2 separate regions of the Macaca mulatta genome follow, and region 2 is linked to region 1. The links are chromatin contacts, called in public Hi-C maps. All regions are on one chromosome and are shown on one strand. Each heading gives the region's core, a stretch centred on a gene start, on an enhancer-like site or on the middle of the called end of the contact. The rest is flanking DNA. Distances are from core to core; before and after follow the strand shown. Region 1 holds the start of TLE1 (TLE family member 1, transcriptional corepressor). Region 2 has its middle 130 kb from the start of TLE1.

What was found. Hi-C and Micro-C count contacts between places; a contact is called where the count stands out from the background.
Region 2: a Hi-C map of fetal cortex germinal zone shows a contact between it and region 1, with 3 times the contacts expected there. The contact joins the enhancer-like site here to the promoter of TLE1 in region 1. A contact is called at or near these places in 2 of 14 Hi-C or Micro-C datasets (fetal cortex germinal zone and liver).

What each region holds. Positions count from the first base shown.
Region 1 is chr15:112,661,785-112,666,857 of T2T-MMU8v2.0, forward strand. It overlaps TLE1 (TLE family member 1, transcriptional corepressor), which reads right to left and starts at 1,592. Exons shown (of 20, transcript NM_001265628.1): 1 at 1,124-1,592; 2 at 241-341. The coding sequence starts at 1,147. LOC106993810 reads left to right here and starts at 2,162. Exons shown (of 4, transcript XR_013405120.1): 1 at 2,162-2,870.
Region 2 is chr15:112,792,384-112,797,067 of T2T-MMU8v2.0, forward strand. No RefSeq gene overlaps it. Among named protein-coding and RNA genes, the nearest start is that of TLE1, 130 kb to the left of the region's middle. Within about 2 kb of position 1,943, at least 11 of the 40 cell types and tissues checked have an H3K27ac peak or open chromatin away from gene starts, as enhancers often do. A contact at or near this core is called in fetal cortex germinal zone, where this site is marked.

The DNA.
Region 1 (5,073 bases), core at 342-2,841:
GACTCCCTGGAACAGCAGCAAACCAGCAAAAGGGAAACAATGGGAGGAGGAGGAGACAAGAGAAGAGGCGGCCCGGGAAGAACCAGGAAAGGGGGTAACTTGAATGACAGGTCTTAACTGAGACTCCACACGCCACCGCCTGGACGCAAGAACTAAGTACAGGCGCCGCCGCCACCCGGCTGGGCGACAAGGGGCACGGGGACGCCCGCGACCACTCGCCTGGAGCGGCCAGACACGCACCTGTGATACTGCGCCTGCAGGAACTGGAATTCCTCTTTAATCCGGTCCAGGGACTCCGGGATAGTGAACTTGAAGGGCTGGCCTGCAGCCTGGTGCGGCGTCTGGGGGCGACCAGCGAGGGGGACCGAGGGACGGGAATGCGGGCGGATGAATAAAGCAGTAAGTCAGAGAAGGAAAGAACGGGTGGGACATAAACAAAAAATAAAGTTAGAAGTGGCTGAAAATGAGGCCCCAAACTCGAGTTTCCCCTTCACTTGGGGGAGGGGGAAAGTGGACCCTCCCCGGGCCCCGGCTTCTAAAGAGGCTCGGAAGCTCTTCCCAGTCTCCAGGGCGGATCGCGTTAAGTGCGCCCGGGTCACCAGGCCAAAGGGAAGGGGGCTCCCCGGCGGCCCGGTTAGACCAGGCCAGATTGTCGGTGTCGCCGCCCCTTCCCCCACGGGGGCGATAATGACCCGGAGGACCAGAAGAGAAAAACAACTCCTTTACGCTCCCCATTCCCAGAGTCGCCAGGGCCACCTCCAGACGCACCGGAACCGGGGCCGCATTGACATGTAAATAGGCGAGACGAGAAACAAAGGGGGGGCGCCCTGCCCCCCTTGGGGAAGGTTGGGGGGATATGGCTACATGAGAGAAACCCCAGCCTTCCCCAGCGCCCCTATCCGCTCAGTATAGACGTCAAGTAGGAAGGAGCCCAAAGGGAGGGAGAAAATTCAGAGTTTCAGTCCACTCCCCACCCCAAGAGGAGAGGGCCCCAGACCTCCCCAGCCTTATGCCGCGGAGGGCGAGAGGGTCCGCCGGGCCGCCGAAGCCACCCGTCTCCCTACCGCCCGGGAGAAGCGCCTCCCCAACGCTCCTGCTCCCCCACCACCCAGCCGCGCCTCACCGGGTGCCGGCTCTGCGGGAACATCGCTCTGGCGGCGGCCGGGGCTCTGTTCCCCGGCAACTCAATTCTCCGGTCAATTTCCAACTTTAATCCCGCCGAGGAAAATTAAGCCGGGAAGCCAGGCAGAAGCGGGGAGCGCGCTGGCCACGCACGCAGGCGCGCTCGGCCGGGCGCACCGGCCACTCGGCGCCCCCAGCTGCTCCTGCTCCCGCTCCCGTCGGTGCGGGCTCCGGCCCTCAGGGCCACATTGGTGGGCGCCCCAGGCCCAGCTGCTTCGAGAACCTGCGCGGAGACGCCGGGCGCTCGGGGACTGTGCGCGGGGGCAGCGCTCCAACCCCCCGGCCTCAGCCGCCGGGGCGGGGAGGCGGGGGCGCGGTGACTCCGACCGCACTCCCCTCGGCGATCCGCGTGCGCGGCGCCAGTCCTGGGCAAACAAATCCAGACGGGCTGCTTTTCTTTGCTCTTCTCCTGGTCCGCCTCCTCTTCGGGTTTTCCCCGAGGCGGCGGCGGGCGAGATGCAGGTGGCGAGGCGGCCCCCGCTAACCCCACACAAACAAACCCGACGCTTTCGGGGCGACTCCCGCAAGACTCGGCTGCGCCTTCGGCCAGGTGCTCGCAGGCTCCCGGGACGCAAAGGGGAGCGAGGTTGAGGAAGCGGCGGAGGCTCCTGGCCGGGGAGCGAGGGATGACGAGGCGGGGAAAGTGCGGAGGGCGCGCCGGGAGGCGACTCGGCACGCCCCGTGCGACCAACACTCGGTGTTCTCCGCCGTTGCACAAACCCTCCGGGACCGACGGGGCTACTCCACCGAGAGCAGTCCAGCAACTGCCCGCTGCTCCTCGAGCCCGAGGAGCATCAGGGCGCCGCGCCTCGCGCGCACTAGCCCTGCACGGCCGGCTCGGCCGCTCTGGACCCTTCTTCCGAGCCCCTTCTTCCTCGGTCTTCTTTCTTTCCTTCCTTTACCTTCTTCTGCTTCTCCGCAAAGGGCGCTCCAGCCCGCTGCAAAGTTCTCTCACCACCCGAGGGACGACATCCACGAGATGGTGGGGAAAACAGCAGGAGTGCGCTCCGCCAATCGGCCACCCTCCCCGGCGGGCAAACTCTGCGGGCGAGTCCGGAGTAGTCACAGCGGTGGGGCTAGCGGGGGTTTTGGTCGCCGCGGGACGACGGAGGTCCGGGCTGGTGGCGCGGGTCCCGCCCGGCCGTGCGAGGGTGGGGTGGCGCAGTCGGCTGCCTCCGGGACGCGGGGCACAAGAGTACCCGCCGCTGCTGCTGCTGCTGCTGCTCCTGCAGCCGCCGCTCCCACCGCCGCCGCCGCCGCCCGCGCCTCTCGCGCCGGTTACATTAACACGCGGTTTCACACTCCGGAGCTAACCAGCGCCGGCCCCGCCCAGCCCGCTCGGGCGGGGGGCGCGAGCTCCGAGCCGGCGGGGGACGTGGGCCCAGGAGGTGGGGGGGGGGGCAGGAGGCCCTCATCAGCCAATCGCGTGCGCTGCACCCAACGTGGGGCGCTGACGCGCGCCTCCCCGGAGCCTATGGCAGCGCAGCGCCGGACGGGCCGTCCTCCCTCCCCCGTCCTCTCGCTTCCTTCTCCGCGGTCTCCTCGGTCTCCCCTCCCACCCCGGCCCCTCCTCCGCCAGCCGCGTCCTCCCGGGCTTGGTGAGGAACTGTTCCTGGAGGAGCCGCGGGACGGCAAAACCATCCAATGGGAAGAGGCGATTCGCGGAGATTGGCACTGAAGATGGGAAGGTCGGTGGGAAGGAGAGCGGCGGGGCTGGGCTGTCAATCAAAGTAACGTGGGGCTGGCTAGAGAGCGCGCAGGAGCGCGCTAGCGGGAGGGACTGGCGAGCGTGCAGCCGAGGAAGCTGGGGGCTCGAGTTAGCAAAAATCCTGCCACTTGCTCACTTTTCCCTTTAATGAAAATCCTCAGATCTAAGTTAAAGTAACTCAAAGACTAGCTGCGTAGTTTCTTACTGGAGGCGGAGGGGGGGTTTTGGTAATTCGAGCAAATGTGTTTTTCAGTGCTGGACCCCCTTGTTTGATGCTACTCTGAAAGTGAGGCCACATTGAAAAATACATCTGACGTTTGTTTTTCCTTGAGCTGCCTTTTTACGGATGTACGAGAGGGAGTGGACTGTGCACTTAGTTGGAAATGCGTAAATGAGCAACGGCACGGTTGGCGTAGGTACACCAGCCGCAGAGACGACTATGATGTCCTCCCACCCCACCCACCTCCTTTGCACCCAAAGTGGTAGGATTTGGTTTTTATTGCAGGATTTCAAGCCACTTTTCAAAAAGATCGTCCTGCCCCGTTTGGCGGGAAGGATTCCCAGGGTGCTGCCAGAACAAGGCACGCGTGTCCGCAGATGAGACGCTTTGCCCGGGGCGTGAAATCCCAGGTCTTCGTCTTAAAAGTCCAGACTTCGCTGTTAGGAGAGGAGGGGAGCGGCTGAGGTTTTTAGGAGCCTCTCAGCTACAAGACCAAGAGTCTGTTTCCAATTCCTGGGAACAAAGAGAGACAATGTAATAAACCAGCACTGAGACTTGAAAAACCTGTCCCGCACACCCCACCCCCATAGTCTGGGTGGTACTCCTGAGCTGAGCTGTGTGAAGAGCTAAATGGGAAGAGTTAGGTAAATGACGTGGCTACGGTTCTTATGAAGTAGAACTTGAGTTAAAAGGGATTTTGAGATTGTAATAATCAAGACACGCTGTATAATTAATGCTGAGAGTCTTCGGTTTTTGTGTATGTCTCTAAATACACCCACAGCAGAAAACCGTCAGTATTGCTGCATTTATACTTTTGTTTGAAGAACAGTCCAATGGAGCTACTTCCACATGAGCAGTGAGTGAATAATGCTGGTTTAGCCAAACGGTGGTAACTTTTTCTATAAGGGCACATCTTGGACAAGTATTTATCTTATGTTGGAAAATAGTTAAGTTTTTGGTATTAATAACCCCCACGTTCCCATTATTTTACTTTCAAGAGACTTATGGGAAGGAGCTTATTTAAAGAGACATACATTTTATTTAAAGATGTGCTTTTACAGAGATCTTTTTCTTGAAATAGTTTTAGAAGTTGTTTTAGATAATACATTTCACTGTTGGAGTTGTTTTAAAATATGTATGGGCCGGGCGCGGTGGCTCAAGCCTGTAATCCCAGCACTTTGGGAGGCCGAGGCGGGTGGATCACGAGGTCAGAAGATCGAGACCATCCTGGCTAACATGGTGAAACCCCGTCTCTACTAAAAATACAAAAAACTAGCCGGGCGAGGTGGCGGGCGTCTGTAGTCCCAGCTACTTGGAGGCTGAGGCGGGAGAATGGCGTAAACCCGGGAGGTGGAGCTTGCAGTGAGCAGAGATCGCGCCACTGCACTCCAGCGTGGGCGACACAGCGAGACTCCGTCTCAAAAAAAAAAATAAAATAAAATAAAATAAAAAATAAAATATGTATGATATTGATTTATCTATAATTGCATCACTCCCAAATATCAATTATAAATGAAAAATAAAAAAGCTATTTTAGCCTGTCTGTATGAAGCCATAGTAAATTCTTAAACAAGTTGGGCATTGTAGCTTTGTGGTGTTCTCATTAAGTACAGTTGGGAAGGCGGCTGTATTATTCATTTTGCTAACATGGAGAACAAAAAAGAAGAAAGCACTGCCTCACTTTCTTTGGTTAAATTTGGTGATGATGAGAGTTTTGCTCGACATACAGGACTTTTTGGAATCATAGGACCCCAGGCCTTTAGCAACCTGTTTTCCTTGAAATCATCTAATGTACGAGCCACATATTCCAGTCTGCAGCCAGTTCATCCCTTATCAGCTCCAGGACTGGATAGAAAGTGCTTGGATGCCACAAGTATGCTTGTATACATGCTGTGACAACTGGAGCAACTGATACTCCTCCGCAGCTTACCCAGGCTTTACGTGCCTGTATCTTGAATAACTG
Region 2 (4,684 bases), core at 693-3,192, 130 kb after region 1:
CATCTCAAAAAAAAAAAAAAAAAAAAAAAAAAGGTTTTTTAAACTGTCAGAAGAGGGGAAGGAAATTATTCTCTATTCTTGTATCCTGGGTGAAGAAAAGACTGAACTAAGTCCTCAGAGAGAATTTGAGTGTTGGTGTGGGTGTGTGGGTGTATGCTTCTCATTTTAACATTCAGAGGTTGATAAGTTAAATTCACTGAATTATTTCAAAATGCACATGTGAACCCAATGAAAATTTTCAGAAAAAGGCAGATGCTTTCTTGCTGTTGATAGCCAGTGACAGCTTTCTCGTTGTTTCAGGGAAAGTTCTATTCAATCACAAAGTCAATTGTATTTCAGCACAGATGCGCTACTAAATTCAGGTGACATGTTTAGAACAGAGACCCTATGACTAATAAAGCTTTCATTCCTTCCCTGAAGGGAGTGAGACTTGACTAATGGTTTATTGGAATTATCAAAGAGTGTCAAATCCCACTTAATAAGTTCCAGCATGAAATTAGCTAAATTCCCAAAGGCCTTTCTAAAACAATATAGTCAAATAAAAGGTGTTGGGCGTGCTGGAAAGAGTGTTAAAACCAGTTACTTGGAAGCGATGAGAAATAAATCTAACTGTAGGCAGGAGGCAATGTTTATGTATACAGTTAATAACCTTCTTAATGGGACTTCTTGGCTTGGTGATTCCCGGATGGGGAGGAAAGTGAGATGTGGAGCACAGGGTAGGCAAAGGGCCATAAGTCAATTCCCAGCACTGTTAGTCAAGGATGGAAATTGCAAAGAGAGAAGCAATGAATTTAAAAGCCCCAGCAAGCCGAGAGAGTGGAGGGAGAAGATGAACTGTGCATTTGGGGGAGGAGGGAATGAAGGTGGAAGGGGAATGGTTGCGAGTCCACAGTGGACCGTCATAAAGTAATTAAAGCCGATTTAGTCGAGAGAACAAGGAGCTCCATCATTTTTTCAGCGCTGTCTTCTTAGAATGAGTGAGGCCTAAAGGAGAGCATAGTATAGAAGTGGTTTTATTCAAAAAAGCTAAAGTTGAGACCCCAGCCACTAAGACTCAAATGGAATTTCAGATTCTTGTGAAAACGCAGTCCTGAGTTGGTATGAGAAGACCTGAGGTGCCCAAGGTAATGTAAGTTGAATGAACGTGCTTTTCCTCCATATTTTACCTCTGACTCCCTTTGCAGTGAAGTGGCAGCCTGGAGCTCTACTTACATGCAGCTCACACGCCATGGAGCCCCTTCCTACAAGCACCCCCACTTCCTGGCACTTGAGAGGCACGGAATGGAAGGTGGCTCCACGTTGTCCTCATCAGTCGGCTTTAGAAGGCCCTGAATAAAAGAGTATTCCACTTTCTGCATAACTTTACATAATTAATAGTTTTCCATGCAAACTATTGTTTGCCGTAATTGTTGTTTCAACAGCTGTTTTCATTAAATTGTAAAGCCCGCTGTGTCTAATCCTTTGAGCCTCACTATTGATAACAAGAACAGCTCTGAAGCTTGCTCTGGAGGAGGGTTCCCTGCCAAGCTGCAAAACCGTCATGAAGTTACTTGAAAAATAAGGCCTACAGTGGGACTGGTTGTGTAGCTAATCCATTAGGCTTTTCAAAAGAGCCATGCTCTGTCCCCTTATGGCTAAATTGACCCAACAACCAATCAATGCCTTTATTTGCTGAGTGGCTGCTCCCGAAGGGTCTTACAGCTGGGTCCAAGTCGTAATCAAAGCCTCCATCAGTACTGGGGCCCTGATGACATAAATGGCCCAACTTTCAACGCAGCTGGCCCGAGTCCAGTCACACCATTTTGAAGATACAAAGAGGCTGTGTTGCGCGGTGGAATTCATTTTCTTGTTTACTTCCTCCCGAAACAAGAGCATCATCAGCGCGCTCAGTGCATCGGATCAGACCACGGAGTTGTTGACAGAAGCTTGGCGAGGCCTGCCAGCTTTCCACATGAAACGCTGGCTTTCTTCTCATACACCCCCTACCGTTTGTGTCTCTGCCAATTGTGGCACGTCAGAGCGGCCATTGAGATAATGACCGTGAAGTCTCATGATACACTTTGATGAAGTGTAACATTTTTTAAAGGATTTTTGTCTGTGCCAAAATGATCGAGGCAGCTGACTAAAAATCACCCCATCAAAATCAGGACTGATGAACAGCAGGCGGAGGCAGGAGTCTCCCCAGAGAAGACGGGGGGATTTCGCAGCCAAAGTGTCTTTCTTTCCATGTCTGTGTGCACCACAGATCCCTTTATAAAAAAGTTGTCTTTGTTTCAAATGAATATATGTCAGTTGCTGATGCTTCAGCCTCCAACATTTTTTAATTCTTCTTTTTTTTTTTCCTATCAAACCCCAGAAGATGCAGGGACTGATTCCTTTCTGACAGGTCCTTACTAATGACTTAGAACATAATGTTATTGTTAATAACTCCATCTGGGTTGGGAAAAGTATTCCAGAGCTCATCAGTGCAATAGCAGAGGTTTTCAGTCGGAAGCTGACTCTAGATTCGTGTCCACGTAACTTTTCATTTCTCTAGTTTAGCAGGAATTGAGAGTAGGATACACGAAGTGGTTCTCAGCCAGGAAAAAAACAAAATTAAGCTGGTAAAACATAGACAAAGATTCTGAGCTTCTTTGGGAGAAAAATCATGTGTTTCATTTACTGCCCGGTCCATCACGACTACCATTTATTGAACACCTGCTGAGTGCGGTGAGTGATAGGTGATAGTACCAGGTGATTTGGATATTCACATAGTGTGCCTGACCTGCAGGACAACTCCATTTCACAAGTGACGAAACCAAGGCCCAAATGAGGAGCCTGAGTTGGGGCAATGTTAAGTGACTTGGCCAAGCCCAAACCAAAGAGCTGGGAAGTGGGAAGGCAGGTCTGACCCGTGCACTTCCTTACAAGATGTGATCCCTTTCTATCTGTGGTTTGCTGTTTCCATTGTGCACCTGATATGGCTTATTAAATGGTGCTCAGTGGGAGAAAACAATTTGTGGTTGAACTGGTAAAGGCAATGAATCAAATGAATTTACAGTCTGCCACTCTGACCTCTTAGCTTTCTCGAAGGAAGACATTAGCTATGTGGCATCCTTTCATAGGAGTTAACAAAGGTAGGCTCAGAAACCAGGTGTGAGTATGAAAGCAGCAGCAGTGAGGTTTCGGCTACCCTCTCTCCATCTGTAGTTTACCTTCTTACTCAAGGTTAAAGCTTGGGACAGTTCTTACCCTTGGGAGGAAACGGGAGCTGTGAACTCTAGGACTTCGCTGAATGTCATAATTAAAGAGATACCTGTACTTAAGTAAGTTTATGCAGAAACCACAAGTGGAAACCACAAGGGGGTTACGGGTCAGTTGCCTTTAGAATCTTTGCTTCTATATAAGAATATGCATGCACATATATATTCTTGGCTACAGGACTATGTGTCAGAGTGGGGCAGAGGGTGGTAAATTAGGGGAAGAGTGAAGGTAAAGGAAGTCGGGGTAGCTAGCTTAATCATGATAAAAAACACTTGTATTTGCATGTGCAAATAAGATTCCCTTGGGCTTCTTTTAAATGCCTTCATACTGTTTCCTAAGTACAGTCAAATAAAAGGTGACAGAAACTCAGACAACAGAACAAAAGAACCAAGCTAATTTTGTGCACACATTGCAAGCAGTAAACTGCAGAGCTTCACTACCCTCTTTCTAAAGAAAGCATATTTCAGGAGTCAAGATGGGTTCATCCCCAGTTTGCATTTAGATTTTGTTTTACTAATTATTTGGGTTTTAAAAAGGAATGGTGTCCCAAATCCAAGTTTTGCAGACAAGGTTAGGCAGCCAAATTTATATACCTGAGACACTGTGAAAGAAAAAGGACAACAGTCTCTGTGGAGTTGGCGGACGTGTGACTAAGGCTTCTCATCACATAGAAGCCAGGAAGGAGCTACATAGATCCATTTGCACAGGGAAACTTGTCTAATGGACTCAGAGATTTTCTGAGAGTTCTTTCAGCCTCGCTTCTATGCCAAAGTATGGGCATATGCATTTTATAACGGGAGAGTATTCTATTGGGAGAATCCATCACAAACTACCTCATTTCAAACAGAAAGCACTAAGACTCCAAAGGCAAAGAAGCTCTTTCTTTCTTGCAGGAGCTCCTGAGTGAGGGACCCACACAAACCCATTTAACTTTAAAGAAAACTTCTACGATCTGTTTCAGCCTGTTTTCTTACCCTCACTTTGCTCATTTGTAGAATGATGGGTTTATATTCTCTAAATGCCCCCCAGCACCAAACGTTTCTAAATTTTAAACATTCATTAAGTATAGACTGATGCCTTTCATTTCCACTGTTTCTAAGAGGATCAGGAAACTAACTGAATCAGTCAAAATTGACAAATAAAAAGATCTATTTGCTACTTTCCCAATATGCTGTACTTCTGAACCTTTGCTCAAGTCTGTGTTTCTCAGAGTGCAGTCCCTGGACCCAGCCATCAGCATCACCTGAAATGCAAATTCTCAGGCTTCGCCCCAGACTTACTGAATTCTTCTCCCTCTCAGCCCGGCCACCACGTGAACAAGCCCAGCCGTCCTGCTAGAGAGGTTCTGGGGTGAGGCTGCGAGGAGAGGCGCCTTGATTTGAAGCCTTAAGAATGACCCTGAGCTAGAACCACTCAGTTAAGCTGCGTCTCCATTCCTGAG